Regions from separate parts of the Mus musculus genome. Here all the other regions are linked to region 2. The links are chromatin contacts, called in public HiChIP or PLAC-seq maps. All regions are on one chromosome and are shown on one strand. The core of a region is the stretch at or near the end of the contact, and the rest is flanking DNA. Distances in the headings are between cores, read along the strand shown.

Region 1 (3,355 bases), core at 474-2,973, 160 kb after region 2:
CTCTGTCTCTTGTTCTCTCTCTCTCCCTCTCTCTCTCTCTCTCTCTCTCTCTCTCTCTCTCTCTCTCTCACACACACACACACACACACACAGGCACAACCTCTGGATTCATACAATGTCAATTGAGTGGAGGCAAGCAAGCCTCCTCCCATAACACTTTACCAACTCTGTTGTGTTTGAATGCTTCTGACTACAATCAAAACACAGCATCAGTTGAGCAGAGGCAGCAGCTAGACAGCTGCTCATTTGAGTGTGGTCAAGGACACTGACATCACTGTTTAATCATCTGTTTGCTCATCCTAGAAGAAAGGGAGATTGGTCACCACTGTACTTTGATTGTGTTCAACTCAATCACCATGTTCCAAAAATAACAGGTTGTTATCGTCAAATACTCAGTTATTTTCAGTTCCCCTCCACTTCAACATGCCACAGCTATAACTGAAGAGCACAAGAGCAAAGAGACCATGGCTAACGTGTTTGCTGGAACCACTCATTGTTCCGGCTGATCTACTCCTAGCATTTTCTTCCTATTTCTGGTGTTCATAAGGTTGTTGTTGTTTTTAAAGATTATTTTAGTTTATGTGTAAGGGTACTATCTTAGTTAGTCTTCTGTTGCTGTGATAAAACACCATGACTGAGGCAATTTAAAATGGGAAGTGTTTATTTGGTGCTTATAGTTTCAGAGGGTTTGAGTCCATGATCATCATCGCTGGGAGCATGGTAGGAGGCAGATAGGCATAGTGCTGGAGAAGTAGCTGGATGCTCATCTTGAGTCAGAACCATGAGGCACAGAGATATAACTGAATGGTGTGGGCTTTTAAAGACATTCAAGTCCATCTCCACTGACATACCTCCTTCAATAAAGCCACATTTCCAAATCCTTCCCAAACAGCTACACCAACTGGGATCAACTAATCAAATATATGAGCCAATGTGGGGGGGTATCATCATTAAAACCACCACTGATGTTTTGCCTACTTGTGTGTCTGTGTATCTCATGCATGCCTGGTGCCCATGGACGCCAAAAGAAAGCATTGGATACCCTCGAACTGGAGTTACAGACAGTTATGCGCTGATTACTAGGGATAGAGCCTCAGTTCTCTGGAAGAGTAGCCAGTGGACTTAGCCTTTGAAGCATTTCTTCAGCCCCCTAAAGATTAATTTTTTATTAATTATGTATATGTATGTGTAGGTGAGCACTAGTGTCCTCAGAGGCCAGAGGCATCAGATCCTCTGGGAGCTGGAGTTATTTGCAGGCAATTGTGATCTACCCAACATGGTTGCTGGGAACTGGTCCTCTGGAAGAGCAGTATGTGCTCTTAACCTCTGTGCAATCTGTCTAGTCTCAAAGTATAAAGTATACAGATTTTATATGTACAAAGGTCTTTAGGTATACATTTTATGTTCTTAAGAATGTGCACATATTTGTATTTAAACTTTGAGGCTTTCATGACCATCATTGGAGCAAGTTATTACATAGAGGATATAAACTTGCCAAGCCTCACTTTATGTAGCTGTGTCAGTGTAAAATGTTCTTATGCCCTCTGTGCTGTCCTTCCCTCTGTCTAGAGCTTGAAGACGCTCAAAGGAAGCTCTCACAGAAGAGAAGAGGCAGCTAAGGGGCCTGAGAGTGGGTGGATTCAAGGAGAGCATGACAGCTAGTACCCAGTAGCTGGGTGCTGTCACCAAAGGCAGAACTATGTGGATCTTAGGAGCTCTGGACATGTCCATGTGGACTAGCATATACCCTGGACTTTGCACAAGTGTGTAAAACATTAACTTAGTAAGACAAACCTTTCCTTAGAAAGGAAGTTTCCAGATTTCAAACCACTTGGCTTTTGATTCCACCTTTTCTCTCGATTTGAGTCAAAGCCGTGTTTATACTTTTCCCCTTAACACTGATGAGGGCTTCCCACTTTTCTCTGTAAGCTTTGTGTCTCACTAAACCCACTGTGTTTACTTTTAATTTATAGCAGCACGCTTGTATCAGACTCCCGGGAAATGGTCTGGTCTGCAGTTTTTGGAACTGTGACCTAGAAGGATGTATTGTTTTAGCTTAGAGAAACAAATGAATGTTTCTACCTGGCCTTGCTGAGGGCTTTCTGTGCTGGATTGAGGCTGACACCTGGGAGTCTCTCAGCTTGACTGGAAAGCCCCAGTGAGCCTTCCTTACGTTGTCTTCTGAGATCCCTTTCTGGAATTCTTTGCCAAACTTTTATTTATTTATTTATTTATTTATTTATTTATTTATTTATTTATTTAGACCTGTTGCAAACCAAGGGCTGAGGGGAGTGACTGGTTAATGTGACCTGCTTCAGACCACACTGTGACTCCACTTGGCTCCCCACAGGATTCATGCCAGCTTGGAAGATAAACAAAAACCCTGCCCATGCCTGAGAGTGTTACTTATGTGCACAGTGCAGACAGGCCTCATCCAGATTTCCTGAACCTTTGCCAGCCAGATTGACTCAGCTCTCCCAGTGATGCCCAGTTTCCTACCCATGTGGCATATGTGAGCATAAAAACACTACCTTGTTCTCTCAGAACAAGGTTAGCCCTAGACTAGTGTTCTGAACCTCCAGTCTTCCTGCTACACAATCAAAGTGCTCCCTGGATAAACTTTGATATGTAAGTTTTAAAAAATATTTTAAATGGCTCTGTGGTTAGGGGTGGGATTTCAGTTCCCAGGACTCCATGAAAGGAATCTCCCAGCTGCCTATAACTCCAGCTCCAATTCCCTTTTCTTGTCTCCTCACATACAAAAACACACACACACCACCACCACCACTACCACTACCACCACCACCATCACCACCACACGCACGCACATGCACACATACCTACACACATACCTACAAATAAATGAAAAATAAAATAAATACATTTTAAAAAGAGAAGTGTGATATCACGTATGCTACCCCCCTAAAGCTGGGTTCCCAGCTTGGAGCTTTACTGCCTTGCTTCAGAATGGTTCCTCAACATCAATTTGTTGAAGCAAAAAATCAAGAAGCAAGCTGTCAACCCACTAAGCAAGGGCTCTGCTCTAAGCTGGCTTACCCGTTTCCTGAACAGACTCAGCATTGCCCAGGCTGAGCCAGTGACTGGGCACACCTCCTGCAAGGCTTTGAGTAACTGTGTGGTTTAGAATTGCATCAATCCTGCGGACAAGCGTTGTTTCTTCAGACTTTCCAGAGACCGATCTAGACAGACAGCTGTCATTTCCTGAGGATGTGATTCATTCATACCCAGCTAAGGGTTGTGTTGCCCAGAGAACAGAGACTCTGAGAGACCAAAGTCACATCTCTGTGCCTTGTTCCAAGGCTGGCCATTGGAGTCTAATGATGCACCAAGAAAA
Region 2 (3,421 bases), core at 340-2,839:
AATTCACTCTAAAACCAATATAGACAAATTGCCTAGTTCATTTTAAGTTCTGCAAAGGAATTAGACAAATGTTTCAAAGGTGTCTAATTTGAGCAGAAATGAAAAACAATCTATTAAAGGTACACTATCTTGGTTAACAAGTTCAGAAACTTAGAAGCAAAGCAATACAAAATGCAAGACAAATGACTAACCAGTTTAAATCACTTAGATTCACACTAGGCATTTTACGGTGCATGAAGATTAACATACACTTAATCCAAACGGTTTCTATTTCATTATTAGCCCCAGTCTATTTCAGTAAGGGAAGGCTATTTTGCAAATCTCGGTATCAAACCCTACACGTTTGGTAAACATTATTACTGGGTTACAGCCCTTTGGTCCTGTGATTTGTTTGAGAGTGTGTATTTGCTGTGTCCAGACTACTGATCCCTGTTGGGATTTACCGTGCTCTTTGTGGAGTTAACAGTGTAAAATTACAAAAGTGAATGTTAAGTGTGTACCTTGAAACTTCACATGAGTATATAAAGAATATATATATATAAAGAATTTGGTGACAGATGCACACTTCATGAGTGGAAATGTTACTGTCATCTAAAGATACTGCTAGTGTGTATTTAATGTTCTTTGGTACACGTTGTATTAAAGTTGGTTCTGAAGAAATTAGGAATACATGTAAATTTAAGGACAAAGACCTGAATTTCTAACAGCTGTAATGGGAAGAAAGGATGGTACATCCTGTAAAGGAAATGAGCCACTAAGGATCACCCACCTTTTCAGAATATTGAAAATATTAATGAAGCTGCACATACACTTGAGAAAACAAGGAGTTCTGTTTCCCTGTCTAGGGGAGAGAGGTGGCTTGATGGAAACTGCCAGTGTCAGAATAGCATGAAATTCTGTTTTCGCTAAGAAGCGATCCCGAGCAGGATCTTGCTTGTCTCAGCGATGTGATTATGCTGTAGTTGAAACTAGAATAGCTTACGCTCTAAGGGTAATGTTTGTAGGGTAAATTCAAACGCTTTACATGCCTGAGTTTTAGCTCCTACAAAATGCTGAATGAAATTCTAAAAGGGACTATCCAGATTCCAAGCCTGCTGTCGTCACACGCTGGGTTATGGTTAAGATCGCGGGGTGAGGTGACTCCCTCGTTGTTGGTTACGTGGCTAACATGACTTTCTTTCGGAGGTGGATTGCGGGTGGGTGGCGGGCGGGTAGGTTGTCATACGCCCCAGCTTGATCCCCTTTTAAAAAGCGGACTTGAAGGCGTCCTTTCCTCCTCTCCCTTAGGTGTGGCAACGAGAATCCGAGAGGTTGAGGCGGCAGGGTCCGCTGTATGGACTACATTTCCCAGAGGGCTCCAGGAGCCGCACGCGGCTGCTGTGCAATTAGCTTTCCCACACTCTTCTGCCAGTCTGCATTCTAGGTTTCCCTGGACTTCCGGATAAGGAAAGTGGGTGGCCGCGCCAGAACGTCAGTCCGAGCGCTCCCCAGTCCTCCCGCGGGATGGTGGCGGCGGCCTTGGGGCGGCCTTGCGTGTGGTTGGGGCGTTGGTTGCGCACGCGCGGCGAGGGTTGCGGGGCGGGGCCTTGTGCGGCTGAGTCTAGCTGTGAAGCTGGGTGGTGGGTGGCAATGTGGCTCCGCCGCCGGGGTTTGGGGGTGCCCTCCGCCTCTGCCTCTGAGGGCGGCACGTCCTCCCCTGCGTGGACTGAGATGGGGTCTTGGGTGCGGACGATCTGCGGGAGGCTGAAGCAGCGGCTGCGGCTGGACGTGGGGCGCGAGATTTGCCGTCAGTATCCGCTGTTCTGCTTTCTGCTGCTCTGCCTCAGCGTCGCCTCGCTGCTCCTCAACAGGTACCTGCTGTTGGCCCCGCGGCGGCCGCTCGAGAGCCCGCAGGCTGCTGGGCGGCGGGCAGGAGCGCACTCTGCACCGCGGTCTCGGGAAGGGCGGCCCAGGTTGCTCCCGGATATGCGGACGGGTGCGGGCCCGGGACCACGCAGCCTTCGTGGTTACCTGGCTCTCAACCTCTCCTTTTTGACCATTTCTCAATGACGAGCCTTTATCGTCTGTTTTACAATTACAATCTGTAATGCCACCTCAGTTCAGTAAAGGTGATCGGAGGGAGGTGGCTTCAAGGTTCTGTCGCAGCCTCTCCTCTTGGGGAAGCCTTCTCTCGCAACAGTACGCCCTCACACCGGCACACACCTTTGCAACCACAATTTCGTCTCTTTAAAATACTGGTTTTTGACCCAAAGTCAGAAAGCAGTGTAGTACCCATCGCAACTCTACAATATTCTGGTTTTTCTTTTTTTTCAAGATCTGTAGTTAAATTGACATTTTGAGGTCAGAAGTCTCCGCCCCTGAAGCTTGTTGTGTTTTATATTTCCAGAAGTAGTATGGGTGCAGTGATAGTAGAAAAGATGTGTACTTAAAAACATCGTCACATTCTTTTCTCTGTTTTGAACAAGCAGTCGCCTTTTATTTTGAAGTAATTCATTTGCAAGAATAACAGTGAGAAACATACACAAGAGATTTGACTTAGTAGTTTCACTAAGGCTATTTCCTGTGATTCTGACAACAGTTTTGTTGTTTTCCTTCATTTCTCGCTCTCTCTCTCTCTCTCTCTCTCTCTCTCTCGTTTCTGCCATCTTGGTGGCTTTGTAGAATTGGGGCTTAAGCGATAGATTAACAGATAGTAATTACTATGAATTACTGTCTTACAGAAAAAGTGCCCGGCTTGTGATGATGAGGTGCTTGATTGTAGGGCTGTGGGAGAAGTGAGTTCCTTTAACAGCAGACATTACTAGTTACTTAATACAGTTCTGTCCTCTGAAAGGTGTTTCAAGCTGGACTAGCAAAGCCGAGCAAAATGTAAACTATAGGATGTGAGTTTTGTCCTCAACTTTCTTCGATGGAAACTGACTAAAGTATAATTCTTCTCTAAGGTGCATCAGCCATGTGTTGGGGACAGATTGAACTAGCAATTCTGAGGTCACCAAAGTAGGAAGTCATAGAATGTAATGTGATATGTGATCTGTACTATGAATTGGTATTATGCAAAGAAGGGAGAAAATACACATACATTTTTATCTCTGAATGGTCATATTTGTGAGCAAAATTATTTTTGCATACTTCCCCCCGATTTGTTCCTATTGAATCAACTAAAGTGACATTAAACATCACAGTACTGTCCCTTTTATTTTATTATTTTATGTCTATGGGTGGTTTTTAAAGTTATTTATTTTATGTGTATGAGTACACTGTAGCTGTCTTCAGATACACTATTACAGATGGCTGTGAGGCATCATGTGGGTGCTGGGATTTGGAACCAAGGACCTCTGGAAGAGAAGTCAGTGGTCTTAATTGCTGAGCTATCTCTCCAGCCCCGTCCATGGGTGTTTTATCTGCAGGTGTATCGGCACCA
Region 3 (3,072 bases), core at 537-3,036, 200 kb after region 2:
ACCGGGCACAATTGTTTTTCCTGATAAGAGCTCAGGGGACGAAATGGCAGGCCATGACTTCGTGGTGGCTGTGACCCAGCGCTGCCCCAGGAAGTGTCCCTTAGAGGCATATACTTTAATGTGGGAAAGGACCTAATGACTAGTTGTAATTCAGGCTTGTCTCCTTTTGTTATGGAAATGTAGCCCTATTGAGGGGATGGTAGTCAATTTTGGTGAGCAAACATTAACAGAAATGTTCTCAATAACCCCAAACTTTAATTTTGGTACAAAAATGCTCATTCCTACAGTTCCTAACAGGTCAATATGCACAGCACTTTGAAAATTATCCATGAATATGTGCTTAAACTAAGTGATAAAGCTTGAGTTACCCCCAACACAGGCTGCTAGCAGAGGCCAAACAAACACTCCATCTCCTTTCAGTCCCCTGCTATAAATGAAGGGCCCTCTCTGGTCTGCTTAGTTTCTGCTTTCAAAGGGTGATTTTGCTGTTCAAAATGCTCTCTAAGCACCGTTCTGAAATACTGTATAGTGCTTGACTTAGAAGAAACTCATGATGTGTCTTACCAAGAAAATGTGTATTCATCCAGCTTCAGGCACGACCTTGATGGCATCGGATGAGCTTGATGTCTATGGATCATTGCTATAGATTAAATAAGGTGTTTCCACACTGCAGCAACCAACACTTCCAACCGGAAGGCTCTGGTTGGCCTGTTAATGGCAGCACCAGGAGCAGAGGCTCCTAGGAACTTACTTTGTGTTCAGAGAGCAATGACTCAGTCTTCGCCAACAGTACTTGAGACACTTTCGAGACTGTGAAAGAATTTACCGTTCTTTGAACATTCCCAGGGCTAGTTTGGGTGTGTGCCCGAGGGTGATCTCTTTGGCACATTTTGCCCAACTCCACTATTCGACAGTCACTTTTCATCTTTGAAGTCACAATTAATCGATTGATTTGCTCCTTAGCTTAGGGTGTGCTTCATCAGTAGCTCATGATGGCACATATTCACATGATTAGTTTCATTTGACAGGCGTAATTCTGAGAGGAAACCAAATCTCAACAGGGCAGGATGTGTTGGTGAGGAAGGGAGTGACAGCCTCTTCCATTCTCCTTTGATGAGCAGGTCTGGTGAGGAAAAGGAGAGGGACAACTAGACAAGGTATTCCTGTCTATTTCCTGTCTTCCTCTTTTTAAAAAAAATTTTTAAAAATTGGATAAAAGTTCATTTTCTTCTGTCACTTTTGGAAATGACTGGTTTTTGTAGCTTAAATGTTTGAGTACAAGTTACATTTTATATATATACATATATATACACACACACACACATATATGTATGTATGTATGTATTTATGTATGAATATATACTATATTCACACACACACATATGAATGAACTGGCAACCATGTGATCAAACTGATAAATAATTTATTAAAAATAATTTTATCAGTTGTAAACTGTTTTTCGCTTGCTTTTCTCAAGCCTTAGTAATATTTTGATCACAACTGAAGTGCCCAAGATGAGGGCTTAAAACTATCCCAAAGATTCATGAATACAGCAGGACTGCTAAGAGACTGCCATAGTCCAGTCCAGAGGGCAGACATTAAGCAGCCTTGAAATCTCCCGCCACAAAATCAGGAAACACGTGTCCAGGCTTGTGTTCTCTGAGTTTTCCTTCTAGCTTAGGAAGGTTACCCCAGTGGTGCCTCAATACGAAGCAGTCGACAGGTAACTCTTACTCTTTTTACTAGACATTATCCCCCTCTGCTGGTTTCTTGGTGTATTTGCACGGTGAGCTGAATTTAGCCCAGGGCAGACCTTCCTCTGTCCGGTGCACGCATTGGCACATGGGAGTGCTACAGCGCATGTGTGGATTTCCGAGGACAACTTTAGGAAGTTGTTTGTCTCCTGTATTGTAGGTCGTCGGGCTTGTTCTCAGGTTGTCAGACTTAGTGGCTATGTCTTTACCTGCTGAGCTATCTTGCTGGCCCTGATATTTTAGAAGATTTTAAATTTAATTTTTTGACGAGTTCATAAATGTATTCAGTATCGTGATCATATCCACCTCAGATCCCTGCCTCCGACTCTCCCTGACCCCCAACACACCCTTTCACCTTCACATCTTCTTCTTTAGAGATATTTATCGCTAGTGTATGTGATGAGAGTGTGGACCCAGACCCACAGTGCCCCCCTCCACCCCCAGCCTTGCCCAGTACCCCTGTCTCCCCTCCTTACAACCCCCCCTCCCGTCCCTCCGGCCCCTGTGGAAAACATAAGACAACTTTATGGAGTTAATTCGCTCCTTCACATTTCAATGGGGCTGGGGATTGCATGCAAATCTCTAGGTTTTTGTGGCAAGTGACATTATCCAGTTCACCAGCTTCTCCTCCTCTTTCTCCTCCTCCTTGTTCTCCTTCTTTCTTCTCTTTCCCCCTTCTCCTTCGACTCAGTGAGTGCTGTTGTACACATGCATGAGTGTGGGGCCATCCACCACAGCCCACACCCTTGAAGAAAAATTTCCCTCTTTACCCAGCAGCCATCAATTTCGAGCAGTACCTTAGCTAAGGTCTATTCTTAGCCGTTCTTAGCTAAGAGCACAGCTCTCCTCTTGTTGGAATGTTGATTGGCTGGAGTAGGTGCTGTGCAAATGACCCTAGCTGCCTCATCTGGGAGAGCGAGACAAAGAAAACCTGGGCTTAGTGTCAGGGACTGTGGGGGTGGAGGAGTGACCCCTTCAGGAGGATATACTGAGAGCTAGCTCTCCTTAGTGGAGGGCAGAGTCTGATACTGGGAGCCCAGAGTGAGACTGGGACAGTCACTGTACTGAGGAGAGGAGCAGAAAGACTCTTCTTTAGCGATTAGCCAACTGCATGGCTTTCTTTTTCTTTCCTTTTCAAAATTTAAATTTATTAATTTGTATATTCATTCACTTTACATCCCAATATCAGCTCCCCCTCCTCCCTCTCATGCAGATCCTCCTCCCGGATTCCACCCTCTTTCTCCTTTGCAAGGTGGAGCCTCCTTCTTGGTGTTAGCTTCCCACGATAGATACACGACCCCCCTTCCCCCACTCCAGC

What was found. HiChIP or PLAC-seq counts read pairs in DNA pulled down with a chosen protein or histone mark.
Region 1: a contact with region 2 is called in an H3K4me3 HiChIP or PLAC-seq map of bone marrow-derived macrophages, with 2.5 times the contacts expected there. The contact joins the enhancer-like site here to the promoter of Snx14 in region 2. A contact is called at or near these places in 5 of 39 promoter capture datasets (the C10 cell line, the HPC-7 cell line, hematopoietic stem and progenitor cells and 2 more), 1 of 484 Hi-C or Micro-C datasets (granulocyte-monocyte progenitors), 5 of 115 datasets of contacts at active chromatin or transcription factors (the 230-238 cell line, CD8 T cells, bone marrow-derived macrophages and 2 more) and 2 of 9 other capture datasets (adipose tissue and pancreatic islet).
Region 3: an H3K4me3 HiChIP or PLAC-seq map of the SCID.adh cell line shows a contact between it and region 2, with 25 read pairs. The contact joins the enhancer-like site here to the promoter of Snx14 in region 2. A contact is called at or near these places in 18 of 39 promoter capture datasets (the 3T3-L1 cell line, 3T3-L1-derived adipocytes, the C10 cell line and 11 more), 2 of 15 datasets of contacts at CTCF or cohesin (embryonic stem cells and stem cell-derived epiblast-like cells), 37 of 484 Hi-C or Micro-C datasets (the C10 cell line, CD4 T cells, CD8 T cells and 18 more), 32 of 115 datasets of contacts at active chromatin or transcription factors (the 230-238 cell line, DN3 thymocytes, the HPC-7 cell line and 14 more) and 2 of 9 other capture datasets (embryonic stem cells and macrophages).

The regions. Positions count from the first base shown.
Region 1 is chr9:88,273,284-88,276,638 of GRCm38.p6, reverse strand. No RefSeq gene overlaps it. Among named protein-coding and RNA genes, the nearest start is that of Gm28231, 15 kb to the right of the region's middle. Within about 2 kb of position 1,723, at least 131 of the 459 cell types and tissues checked have an H3K27ac peak or open chromatin away from gene starts, as enhancers often do. A contact at or near this core is called in CD8 T cells, bone marrow-derived macrophages, granulocyte-monocyte progenitors and 3 more, where this site is marked.
Region 2 is chr9:88,437,097-88,440,517 of GRCm38.p6, reverse strand. It overlaps Snx14 (sorting nexin 14), which reads left to right and starts at 1,589. Exons shown (of 29, transcript NM_001359958.2): 1 at 1,589-1,850. The coding sequence starts at 1,711.
Region 3 is chr9:88,240,470-88,243,541 of GRCm38.p6, reverse strand. No RefSeq gene overlaps it. Among named protein-coding and RNA genes, the nearest start is that of Gm28231, 18 kb to the left of the region's middle. Within about 2 kb of position 1,786, at least 64 of the 459 cell types and tissues checked have an H3K27ac peak or open chromatin away from gene starts, as enhancers often do. A contact at or near this core is called in CD8 T cells, the G1E-ER4 cell line, the SCID.adh cell line and 8 more, where this site is marked.